Linked DNA regions of Gossypium arboreum: region 2 is linked to region 1. Evidence: chromatin contacts called from public Hi-C data. All regions are on one chromosome and are shown on one strand. The core of a region is the stretch at or near the end of the contact, and the rest is flanking DNA. Distances in the headings are between cores, read along the strand shown. Region 1 holds the start of LOC108479979 (alpha-L-fucosidase 2-like). Region 2 holds the start of LOC108476575 (triacylglycerol lipase 1).

Region 1 (6,305 bases), core at 2,305-4,804:
TGTCAAAAGATTACATTATAGAGGAACTACAATCACAGCAAAGATATCAACTGGAAAAGTTTACACTTTCAATAGACGACTAAAATGCGTCAAGACATACTCCTTGTAGGAAGCGGTTTTTTCTTGAACATCGAGATCAATGCTATCTCCATGTTGAGCAATGCATTTTTTTTTTGTTACTCCAAATAAATTTTGCAGAGGAACTTGGGGTTCTTTTGCATGCTTTGTTCTATTCATTCCATTTTTTCTTTTCTTTTTCTCTTGCTTCTTCTCTTGTCATGGTTGTTAGCTTCGAAGACATTACATTTCCTCTATAGGATCGTAGCTTTTGGTTTTCAATTGTCATTGCTAAGTTGGAGTCATTGGCTATAAACATAAGTGATCACCATTGATTTTCCTTTATATGCCTTTCTCCTATAGGCTTTGAACTATACCTTAATTACCAAATTGGTCCTCAATGTATATTTTTTTGTCATGAATAGTTTCATAACGTTTTATGCCGTCACTTGTGGCCTCTGGACTATAGCACTGTTAAAATTAAAAAAAGCACATGTGGCAAAAAAATAATTGAACTTAATTTTCTTTTTGTTACTCTTTTTCCATTCTCTCCGAGTAAATTTATCCCAGTTGATGACATTTATCCAACAATTGCTTGCAATTTGTCATCCATGCTAACCTTACAACCAACAATCGACCATGCCTCAAATTAAATGATGAGGGCAGAAAGAATAAATGCGAACGCATTAGTTAGTTGTTACAGCTAATGCTTTAAAGGATACATTGTAAATCACAAAGAATTTATGCTTTGCTTCTTTGCTACCATTCAAGTGAAGAATTAAAATATGCAATCACAATGAAATTATGCTTTGCTACTATTCAATTGAATAATTAAAATGTTCAATGAGACTTTGACTTGGAAACTGCAACAGCAAGAGTGAAATATTCCGTTGGTGATGTTGAATTTACGAGGGAACATTTTGCTTCGAATCCTGGTTAGGTTATAGTAACAAAGATTTCTGGAAGTAGTGACGGAGTTAGAAAATTTTGATGTAAGGGTCGGAATTAAATTGTATATTTGTACGATAATAAAAATTCAATTTCATAATTTTAATAGTGTATATTTTTATAATTTTTAAAAGATTAAATCAAATTTTTATTATTTTTAGGGGGCCAAAGTACAATTTTAACATTACTAATTTAAAATTTTATAAATTATAAAGACCCAAAATAAAAAATTTCCATTTTAGGGGCCGGGCGTAACCAGCCCCCCTTGGCTTCGCCATTGTCTGGAAGCAAACCGGGGTCACTTTCATTTACAGTTTCTTTAGATAGCACGTTACACCACCGTTCACAGGCAAAAAAGGCAAAATCAGATTATAATGTAGGGAGTTGTCCTGGTAAAAGAATCCAACCAAAAGTGAGTTTAAATGAGAATCCGAAGGGAATTCAGTTTGCTACACTTCTTGAGTTACAAGTTTGTCAAGGAGGTGGTATACATAATATAGATGATAAGAAGTTCAAGGTTCGGATTGGGCTGATCTTTAGGCCCACCACTTGGATAACTATCAGAATCTTTTCTATCGTGCCTCTCTGCAGCTTTCAAAAAGTTCGAAGGGCAATTTAGGGGATGGCTCTTTGGAGATGAAGGAAGTTAAATCTTCTACAAAAAAAATCACATTTTAGTAAAAGCAACGATGGTGCAGTTTCAACTGCTGAGCGGGTGAAATCTTTTCAAACAGATGAAGATCCTTCTTGCAGGGTATTTGCTTATTTCTTCTTCACGACCCGGAAGTCAGGTGTCAATCCTGCAAGGTATATTGAGCCAGCATGAGAGTATGTTTTTACCACCTCTCTTAAACATAACTTCTTGCTTCTTTCCCTTATAGTACTCTCATTAAATTTTTTTTTTCTGCTTGCTGCAATTTCTTCCTATCTGTTGTAATGTCCTAGATCGTATGAGTGGTACAAATTTGCTTCATGTATTGGTATGAAAAGCGCTTGTTATCTAGCTTCCTACGTTGCGTTTGTATTAAGCACGTTTTCTTCATAAATATAATAACCATAGATTGATGGATTCTAGAGCCACTAATTTATGTAAATTGTTACATTCGTATAATGAGAACCTTGATGGCTATTTCTGAAGTTAGAACCAGTGATCGGATAAAGATTTATATTGCTTTAAACTATATGATTAATATATTTTAAGCAGTATGCTTACACTATATTTTAAGCAGTATGCTTACACTTTATGTAGGCTGAAACAGGGGACGAGAGTCAAGAATGATCAACAACATGGATAACTGCTTTGTGGGGGCTTCTTCATAATAATGAGCATGCTTATAGCATGAAAAGCAATGTGTATTAACTAAGTGGAAAGTTAAGTCAATTCACTCACGAACAATTACATACCTATTTACAAAGGTGTTAGTTAAAGTGACTGTCTTCCTTCATTAAATATATAAAGAATTTTTGTATTAGAATTTTTATTACAATCATCAAAAATCATACAAATTCGTATTAGAATCATTATTGTATTGCTCTCAATTCAAATTGTGGACATGGAAAACCATATGCAAGGTAGGAGATTATTCTCAAGGAGAATAATTCAAAGCGAAGTGGACCGATGTGTATTTTTTTTCCCTTTCATGTATGTTAGTGAGTTTTTTGAATTTCAAGAAGGGCGTTTTTTTTTCATGGATATTATTGATAGCTTGGGAAAAGTGTGGACGGTTTTGACAAAATTCCATACTCATGAAGTCATTGGAAATTATGTTTCAATTGACTGGCCTCAATTTTCGAATGAGAAAGGATTAAAACCAAATGATGAAATCACTCTTATCGCAAGACCTCTACAAGAAGGCAGCAATGGAAGGCCTCAGCACAAATTCAATGTTCTGATTAAAAGAAAAATAAGATTGTTTGGGCAAGATATTTGGGGAGAGGTCATGGTGTAAATTGCCAAAAACTTTTTACACCATTGTTGGGGTAGCCATTAGAAAATAAGAACAGATACCAAAACTGTCTTTCTGTATCAAATATTTCCTCATTTTTGTTTCATTTTCTCATGCATTTAAATTATGAACGTACTTTAGTTTGATATGAATTGTTTGTTAACAATAAAAAAGTAAGATAAATTACTTTGTATTTTAAATTACAACATTTGGCCATTGAAAAAGAAAACATAGAGTGTAAAAATTAGTTTAATGAAAAAGAAAATATAGAATCTATTAGGGTAAGTAACGATAAATTTCGACAAGGTATAAATGATAAATAAAATTTGTTGATTGCGAAATCGGCCCTCAAGAGATTGTTGAGCCTTGCTTTTTCCTCCACCTAATATTGTAATTATTCTAATAGTGATATATCTCTGGTGGAACATTAACTCCTCCAATTATATGGGCTTGTTCATAAAATCCCATTTTCATATAGGTTTATTACGTATTAAGGTTATTATCATCAGTCTTTAAAGATTAATTTGGAGTTATACATTATGTCAACAAATTATTTGTATTAATCAAAATTAATTTCCATTTTGTTGGGATTTAGGGCATGAACTAAAAAAAATATATTAGACATGATCAATAAAGTTAAGTTGACGACTATAGACAATTACATCCTTATTTGCGTGTTAGTTAAAATGATGTCTTCCTTTATTGAGAATAGAAATGATTTTGTATTAGAATTTGTATTGTCCTTAATTCAATTTGTAGACATTGAAAATCAAGTGTAAGCAGACATGGAAAAGCAAGTGCAAGCTATAAAATTATTTTCGAGGAGATTATTCGAAGTGAAGTGAAACTATGCATATTATTATTTATTTTCGTGTCTGTTGTATTTTTTGAGTTCAAAAAAGGGCTTTTGTTTTTTCATGAATTTTATTGATAAACGATTTTTGAGAAAATTCCACTGTAAAGGAACTTTTGGAAATTATGTTTTAAAGCACTGGCTACAATTTTTGAAAGAGAAAAAACTAAAATCCTATGATGAAATCACTTGTAAAACCTCATATTGAATTCAAAGGAAAATAAGATTGTTTTGGCAATTCCTTTGTGCAATAGCGAAATTGATGTCTGGAAGGATTGATGGCACGTGGTTGGCTGAACCACAAACATTAATTTGCTTCAAAAGCAAAAAAAGAAGAAGAAGAAAGTCTCTTATGGATTTGATCTTCTGCTTAAAAAAACCAGAATTCTGTGAAAGGATTCAAATTACCATGGCATATTGTAACCCAAAGAAAGAAGTTTGGACTATTTGCGTATAGAAAACCCAAAACAAGAAGAAGCAATCTCTTTTCCTTCTGTCAGAAAGACAGCCCACACTCTTCACCACTCCTGCTCCTGGCTCTGTAAATATACATACACGATAACGATAAAAGAAAGAAACTTGAACCAGAAGTCAAAAAAGAAGCATTAGTTGGTATATTGTACAATCTCTACTTCTGATTTTGCGGTAATGAGAGATGAAGAGTGGATTATGGTGCGGAGACCCACAGTGGCCGATCTCTGGAACCCATGCTCCTCGGATTCAACTTCAAGGCCACTGAAAGTCATCTTCAACGAACCCGCCAAGTACTGGACCGACGCCCTCCCCGTTGGGAATGGTCGTCTTGGTGCCATGATTTGGGGTGGCGTCGCTTCCGAACTTATCCAGCTCAACGGTGAACTAATACTATATTTTCCTTTCGCTTTCTTGTCAAATCTTATCAAATTCTCTTTAATAACTTGTGTTACGTTTCTGAATGAGTGAATAATAAGACCATTAAAATGAATATACATTACATGTGGTGTCTACAAATTATCAATGAAACTAGTAGAAAATGACTATTGTTAAATAATTTTGTAGAGGACACACTTTGGACTGGGGTTCCTGGAGACTATACAAACCCCAATGCTCCATATGCTCTATCAGAGATTAGAAAGCTTGTTGATAGTGGTGAATTTGCTGAAGCTACTGTAGCATCAGCCAAGTTGGTTGGAAATCCTGCAGATGTATGTTACTTCTTTTCCTTATTATTATTATTATAAAAAACTTGTGTGAAGGCAATGTAAAATTATAGAATTTGCCAAACTATTTCTTTGATTTAGGAGTTAAATTCATGAATCACAGGTCTCAGTTTAATTTGTTCTACTGGAAAATATTGAAATTGTTCTAAGAAGCTTATCTGGGTGATTTTTGCCTTTTAATGATGGAGGTTTATCAACTACTTGGTGATATCAAGCTGGAATTTGATGATTCTCATCTGAATTATGATAAAGAAACGTATCAAAGAGAGCTGGACTTGGATAATGCAACTGTGCAAATAAAATATACTGTGGATGGTGTAGAATTTTCCAGAGAGCATTTTGCCTCTAATCCCGACCAAGTAATGGTAACGAAGATTTCTGGGAGCAAGCCTGGGTCTGTATCCTTTACTGTATATCTGGACAGCAAGTTAGATCACCATTGTAAAATGACCGGTGAAAGGCAGATTATAATGGAAGGACATTGCCCAGAAAAGCGAATCCCACCACAAGTGTATGCAGATGACAAGCGAAAGGGTATCCAGTTTTCTGCTGTTCTTGATTTAAAGATTAGCAAGGGGAATGGCATCGTACATATTCTAGATGACAGCAAGTTAAGGGTTGAAGGTTCTGATTGGGCTATTTTGCTTCTGGTGGCATCATCTTCATTTGATGGGCCATTCACCAAGCCATCAGATTCTAAGAAGGATCCTACTTCAGATTCTCTCAATGTCCTGAAGTCGATTAGTAATCTGTCACATGTTGATCTTTATGCTCATCATTTGGATGACTACCAGAATCTGTTCCGCCGTGTCTCACTGCAGTTTTCACAAAGTTCAAGATCTGTTGTGTGCCTCAAGAAAAATCAAGACGGTAGAGTTCCAACAACGGCTGAGAGAATAAAATCTTTTCAAATGGATGAGGATCCATATCTTGTCGAGCTTCTGTTCCAGTTTGGCCGGTATTTACTTATTTCTTCTTCACGGCCTGGAACTCAGGTGGCTAACTTGCAAGGAATATGGAACAAAGATCTTGAGCCAAAATGGGAGTATGTCTACATTCCGTTTCTCTTATTTTTCTCATTTAATCTTGCTTGTGTGATGTATGTCCTGTGGAACATTATATCTGCAGCCATTATATCCATCAAAGTATTACTTGGATTGTGACTGGTTCTGTTACCTCTGTCCTCAGCTCTGCTCCTCATTTGAACATCAATCTTGAAATGAATTATTGGCCTTCCTTGCCATGCAACCTTAGTGAATGCCAGGAGCCCTTATTTGATTTCCTCAGTTCCCTATCGGTCAA
Region 2 (6,305 bases), core at 1,719-4,218, 140 kb before region 1:
TCAAGACAGGAAAAGAATACACTCTTCTATTATATTTTATATAATTTTATAATTCATATAAAATATGGCTTCAAAACTTTAACACCCTGCCAGGGGCAATTCTCTGTTCAGCTAAATGTAGTACAATATCCTACATTAAATCTGAAGCAGAGCGAAAGACCCACTTTTAAGGCATAATTTCAACTTTCAAGTCAAGCATCGAATGGGAAATATTAACCAAGCCTGAAAGCTTTAAGGTAGATCACTTATACAGTTCATTGCATAAAAAGAAAATAGCAATAAAATGAAACAGCATACTGAACCAACAAAAATGGTGCACATCCGTTTGTGTATTTATACCGATATTAGTATCTGTATGAGTAAATATAGAAGAGGCGAAGAAAACCTGTTATAGAACTTAGAAAATCAGTACAATCCACGTGGTCATCACATAAAGAATCCACAAGGTTAACCAACACATCACTGCAGTTAAAATAAAAACATATAATGCCATTAAACCACTAAATTTAAAAAAAGTCAATCAACACCTTCATAACAGGGAAATAGATATGGGGAAAAAACAGAAAAGCTAAAATGATATAAGTATTAGCCAACCTTCTGAAATTCAATTGATGTAACCCCAAAGCAAGAACCATCTGCCAGAAAAGAATGTCTAAGAACATCATAATGGCCAAAACTGATTTTACTAGGTAAAACAACAATAATGACAAGTTATACCTGATCCAGATGCATTGCAACCATTCTAAGTACAAGTGGAGCGCTGACATGTTCCAAATAAGATATTGGAGACAAAAGAGCAGCAGCTTCAACCATTTCCACTATGTCTGGCTGAGTGAGAGCAGCCAAAGACATTATTGTGCCCTGTCATTAAAAAGCATTGGATAAGTAACCTAAAAAGGTAATCAGCAAAAGCCAGGAAAACCATGCTCTAGGTATATTATAATGCATGCAGGACCTGTGAATGTCCAACAATAAAGATTTTGGAGCTGGTAATTGCGTGTATGTAGTGCAACATTTCTGCAAGATCATACAAAGCTAATTCCTGCCAACTCCACTCCCAAAATTCCTGCAAGAAAAGCCAATAGTTTTCGAGTCTATGAGATACTACCAGTCAACCTTGACATAGATTATATTAGGATATAGATGCACCAGGAAACCCTTACATTGTTAAGGAGGGAAAAAGGAAAGAAAATAATGGAGAAGAGGGTGTTACAACTAGCATATTGCATACTAAGCTATGAAACTGGATTTTGTGGTACACTAAACAAAGATGCACAAACATTGAAAATAAGCCATGTGGGTGTCAACACATAAAACACACACAGCCAACTAAGTTGGACACACAAATTGCATAAAAAAAAAAAAAAAACTGATACTCATGCAACCAACGTCTAAGGTAGTTTAAGTTATCCACATTAAAAACAGAATAACTAATCCATAAATATTGCAAGATGAATTCTAGCTAAGAGAAAGAGGCATTCTGTATAGAGTTCGCCTACCTTGTCTGTATCTAATAAAGATATGTGTCCATGGCTCCAACGTGTTCCACGAACATTTCCAACCCACACATCAAAACCCTGGTCTGCAAGGATGAAGCCCAACGACTGTTCAGTGGAATCCAAAAACCATGCATCACCTGCCTGTTTAGTATATCAAAGTAGTATCAAATCAGTATAAAATCCTATCAACGTAAAACAAATACATGCATATACAAAATTACAGTCCTGGAGAATATAAACAGAGATAACATATAATCTTCCAAACAGAAAGCACACAATCTCATTTGCTTTGTTATTTATTGCAACAATCACTAGATCAAGGATTTTGTTTTAGAAAAAAAAAAAAAAAAAGGCATCTTTCAGCATGCATTTTCACTGGAAAAACAAAGGGGGAAAAAGGAACAAGAGAAATTTCATACAAGTAAATCAATATCTAGTAGCTGGTAGGATCAAGACACATTAGAAGACCTTACATGAATAAGATACATAATAACAGCTAAATAACTCTGTTATTTGAAAATTTTGTTTCAATTAAATGGGGAATTTACCATGAATAATCCATGCTGAAGCAGAACAGGATGACCTTGCTGAACTTTAAGATCCCCAGAACGAGATGAGACGCGTTGGAGAGCTAATAAATAGCCATCCTTAGTTTGAACCTGAAAGAAAATTAGTAATAAACCACAAAATTAAAAGGAAACTTCAATTTCAGTTACCAAACAAGAAAGCAACAAAATTTAACTAGAGAACCCTAAAGAACTGAAGTAAGCAGATTTCAGAAAACTTTCTACAAATCATTAAAAAAGAAACTTTAAAAATTTATGAAAAGGGGATGAAAGAAACAGCAGAAGAAATTCTATAAATTAAGGACACTATCGGTACAACGAAAATGAGGGAAAAGGAAAGGTAAACTCCGTCTCTGCAGTCCCTTCCAAAAACAAACAAAAAATGCATATTTTGCTTTGATTGCTTCTTTTATGGCTCAAAACATAATAGTCCTTTACTATTTTTCCCTCATTATCATTTTTTCCCGGTTTCTTAGCGGCCAAAAGAACCTTGACAAGAATAATAATAGAAAGGGAGGGAGAGAGAGTACAGTGTGTTCAGTGCAGAAATAACCATTGGGCTCGATAAGCTGGGCGCAGAGAGAGTCGGCGGAGAGAGTTAGGCCGGGATCGGACGAATTTCCGGTAACATCGGCGTCGGAAAGAAATAAAGAGTGGAAAAAGCAAAGAAATGGAAGAAGAAGAAACGCCGGAAACTTGTCCATCTCTCTGAATGGGGAGTAGTTGAATGATCGGGACTAGAGTGCCACACACTCTGTTCACCTTATCATAGCTTTCATGAATTTTAACCATTAAATAAATATAAAAGTTTTCTACTCCTTTCCAATTTTATTCTCTTTAACTTAATAGACTTCACAAAATTTAACTCACTCTCAGATCTTTCCGTAGCAGATCCATTTTTTATTCTCTTTTGTAATTTTGTGGCCCGTGATCCTGTCGTCGGAACCATTAGATCATGTCCTTTTCTAATAATTTACTTCAGTTTTTAACCTTTTAACTTTTGTGTTCTTTTTTCAAAATAGGACGTTGCATCAATAGTTACTAGCAATTAGTATGTTTGTTATTTTCATAATAACAAATTTAGTACTATTAATTTGATCTATATTTAAAAAATATTAAATATTTAAAATTAATCTTAATTTTAAAAGTTTAAAAATACATAGAAATTCAATAATTTTAAAAGGAAATTATTTAAAATTCATTTTTGATAAAATATATAATATTTTTAAAATATTTGTATATCGTCACGCGATACAAATATCTACTAAGTTTGTTAAATGGTAAATATTGGTACTTAATTTTAAAATTATTTCATACTTGTGAAAATTAAACTCTCAACTATTAATTGAAGTAGAAAATACCGTACTATCTTACTTAAATCCCGAAATATCAAGATAAAGTTATTTTTAAACAAAAATAAATATTAAAACAAAATTTTGTTGGATCTCTAATCTTTAACTGATCTACACCCCCAAAATTCTGGTGCTATTCGTTGCAATCCCAAACCCCAAAAAGTGGCAACCCATCTCACCAGTCCTAAATTACTTCCCATTATCCTCCCTTACCCACCTTTCAAAACATAATTTACATACAAGAACAACATTTTGGGCTTAGCATTTGCTGCGCTGTGAAATGTTGTTTTCTGTCATACCTATACCACATTTAATTCAGATGTGAAGTGCAAGCGAAGAACCCATCAAAATCCCAGGTAATGTTTTCTCTGTCTTACCTATACCACATTTTAATCCAGAGGTGCTACCAATGGCTGCTCCTGTGGCTGCAAGAATTGGGGGCTTTGTCAGTATTCTAAGGGTAATTAACTTTGCTATGGCAAAGAGGAAAGGTTGAACTGTTATACTCCTAAATACTTTTCTCTTGTCCACTCAAAATGTAAAAGTACACTTATCCCTCTTTGTAAAATATTTATTTGTCTGTTTAATTTTTATCAGTTATAGAAAGGTCATTGCTAGACATATATAATAGCATATTGTTATAGAGAAATAATCGTTGTAAACTTATCATAGGATTTATATATTGAATTTTCATCAAATAAAAAAATGAAAATTATGTTAAAAAAGAATATGATCAAATCGACAATTTTAAAAGATTCATAACATTCATGAAATATAGCCTTTATGCATATTTGATTTTATATTCTTTCACCGATTAATTATAAAATTTTAAATCTAGCAAGTTAAATTAATCAATATGAGTTATCAAATTAAATTAATTAATTTATCATAAGTTACTAAATTCAAGTAATCAATTTATAAGTTTATGGTGTTTTAAATTCATACTAGAATATTTAATTAGAGAACTTAATAGTTTATTTAATTGATATATTTAATTACACTCATTGAATATTATTTTCATTTAATAAAATATAATTAATAGATTTTCACATGAAATTTAATCATTTTATCAAAATAATATTTTAATTAAGATCAGTTTTATTTAATAAATGATTATTAATAGGCTTGCTTATATGAAATAATTATAGTTTTACTTAAAAATTAGACAATATGTTGTTATAGACAACTAATTTAATAAATAATGTATTTCATAATTATAGATGTTGTTATAAGTGAAAAGTTATTATAGAGAGTTAAAATAAAACATAAAAAAATCGATTCTACTAGAAACTTGATTGTTATAATGGAATGTTATTATAGCAAGTAGCTGGCTATATCATGAGTAAGTACAGTATCGATGGACATATAATTTTTTACAGGAACTAATATGTATCGGCATCGGTCTACTTTGGTGCATCATTTCAGACTAATTGCTATTTTTTAAATTATTTAATATATGTAAAAAATACTTATAAATATTAAAAATATTTAATATATGTATAAAAAATACTTATAAATTGTAACACCCTTCGCCCAACCCAGTCGTCGAGCCTGAACTACAGGATGCTACTACTGTTACTAGAACAATCACATACAATTCATAGTCATTAGTTCAATAAAACATCAATTTGTATCATACTTCCATGTATAACATGATTTACAAACAAAACCGAGATTTAATCGAGCTTACGAAAGCTCCCAAGTTGACCCGAACATGAATAAGTACCATTTTGAAAGCTTTTCAAAATTTAACAATATGTACCGATACCCACAACAGGTACCAATACTATTTTCAACTTCGATGTCTCAAAAATCAAAGTAAAATTTACAAGTATCGATACTTTGAATAAGGTACCAAATACCCCTATAAGAAGTATCGATACCAAATTCATTATAGATACTATTTTAACATTCTGCCATTTTTCAAAATTTGAACACAAGTCAATTTGTATCGATACCTTTATAGAGTATCAATCCTTGAGAATAAGTATTGATACTTTATATTGGTATTAATACCAAATTGACATTCTTTCGATTTTGAATCATGGTAATTTGATAAAGTACCAATACCTTAATCCATAGTATTGATACTTTTTACCAAATGGTAAAAAATCTCACATTTTGGTACTTTTACATGCTCAAGCCAAGTTAAAAATCAAATGGTACTTATAGGCATACCTCAAATCTGCATATATCCAATTGAAAACATACTAAATACTACAACTCAGCCAAATCCAATCAACTACACTAATATGCCTCAAATGGCAATCAAAATTGCAATTTCTATCTATGCAACTCATGCCAATTGGACCACAATTCAATACATACCAATTTAATCTATTAATCAAACATACAAATAACCATTTCCAAGTTCAATCATGTAACACCCCCTAATCCCAAACCGTCGCCGGAACGAGGTTATGAGGCATTACCGGACATATTAGACAACTTACGAATAATCTACAATTAATATAACTTTCATAGTATAATATAATAATTAAGTCCCTATATTGGACTCTCGAAGTTCAAACACGTATTAAAAGTAGAACGGGACTTGTTTGAGTATTCCAGAATTTTTTTATAAAAATTTGCAAGACATTCGCTTATTTTACCTAAACCCCCGCAAATTCAAACCAAAACAACCAACACCAATGTTTCACATTCATATAACTAATATTTATATCATTAACATAATTTTTACTTAATAACTATCATAGCATCATTCTAAATTGATTAAAACTTCATTCATTTAACCATCTAAATCTTATAATTCATCCTTCACTACCCAAAGTAATATACATATTCAAGTGACTAAACAACACCTATGTACATGCCACCTTTACCCAAAAGAAAAATATACATCACCAAATTTGTGTTGGAGTCGGGAT

Evidence for each region. A called contact is a pair of places that touch in the nucleus more often than the background predicts.
Region 2: a contact with region 1 is called in a Hi-C map of leaf, with 2.5 times the contacts expected there. The contact joins the promoter of LOC108476575 here to the promoter of LOC108479979 in region 1. A contact is called at or near these places in 2 of 5 Hi-C or Micro-C datasets (both in leaf).

Annotation. Positions count from the first base shown.
Region 1 is chr12:2,954,715-2,961,019 of ASM2569848v2, reverse strand. It overlaps LOC108479979 (alpha-L-fucosidase 2-like), which reads left to right and starts at 3,554. Exons shown (of 11, transcript XM_053023023.1): 1 at 3,554-4,657; 2 at 4,843-4,988; 3 at 5,192-6,048; 4 at 6,192-6,305. The coding sequence starts at 4,453. LOC128285681 (a long non-coding RNA gene) reads left to right here and starts at 1,416. Exons shown (of 2, transcript XR_008276210.1): 1 at 1,416-1,833; 2 at 2,255-2,523. LOC108479854 (alpha-L-fucosidase 2) reads left to right here. Exons shown (of 10, transcript XM_017782676.2): 10 at 1-402. The coding sequence ends at 109.
Region 2 is chr12:3,096,840-3,103,144 of ASM2569848v2, reverse strand. LOC108476575 (triacylglycerol lipase 1) reads right to left here and starts at 2,968. Exons shown (of 9, transcript XM_017778815.2): 1 at 2,596-2,968; 2 at 2,048-2,158; 3 at 1,500-1,640; 4 at 956-1,066; 5 at 718-861; 6 at 595-635; 7 at 386-462. The coding sequence starts at 2,769.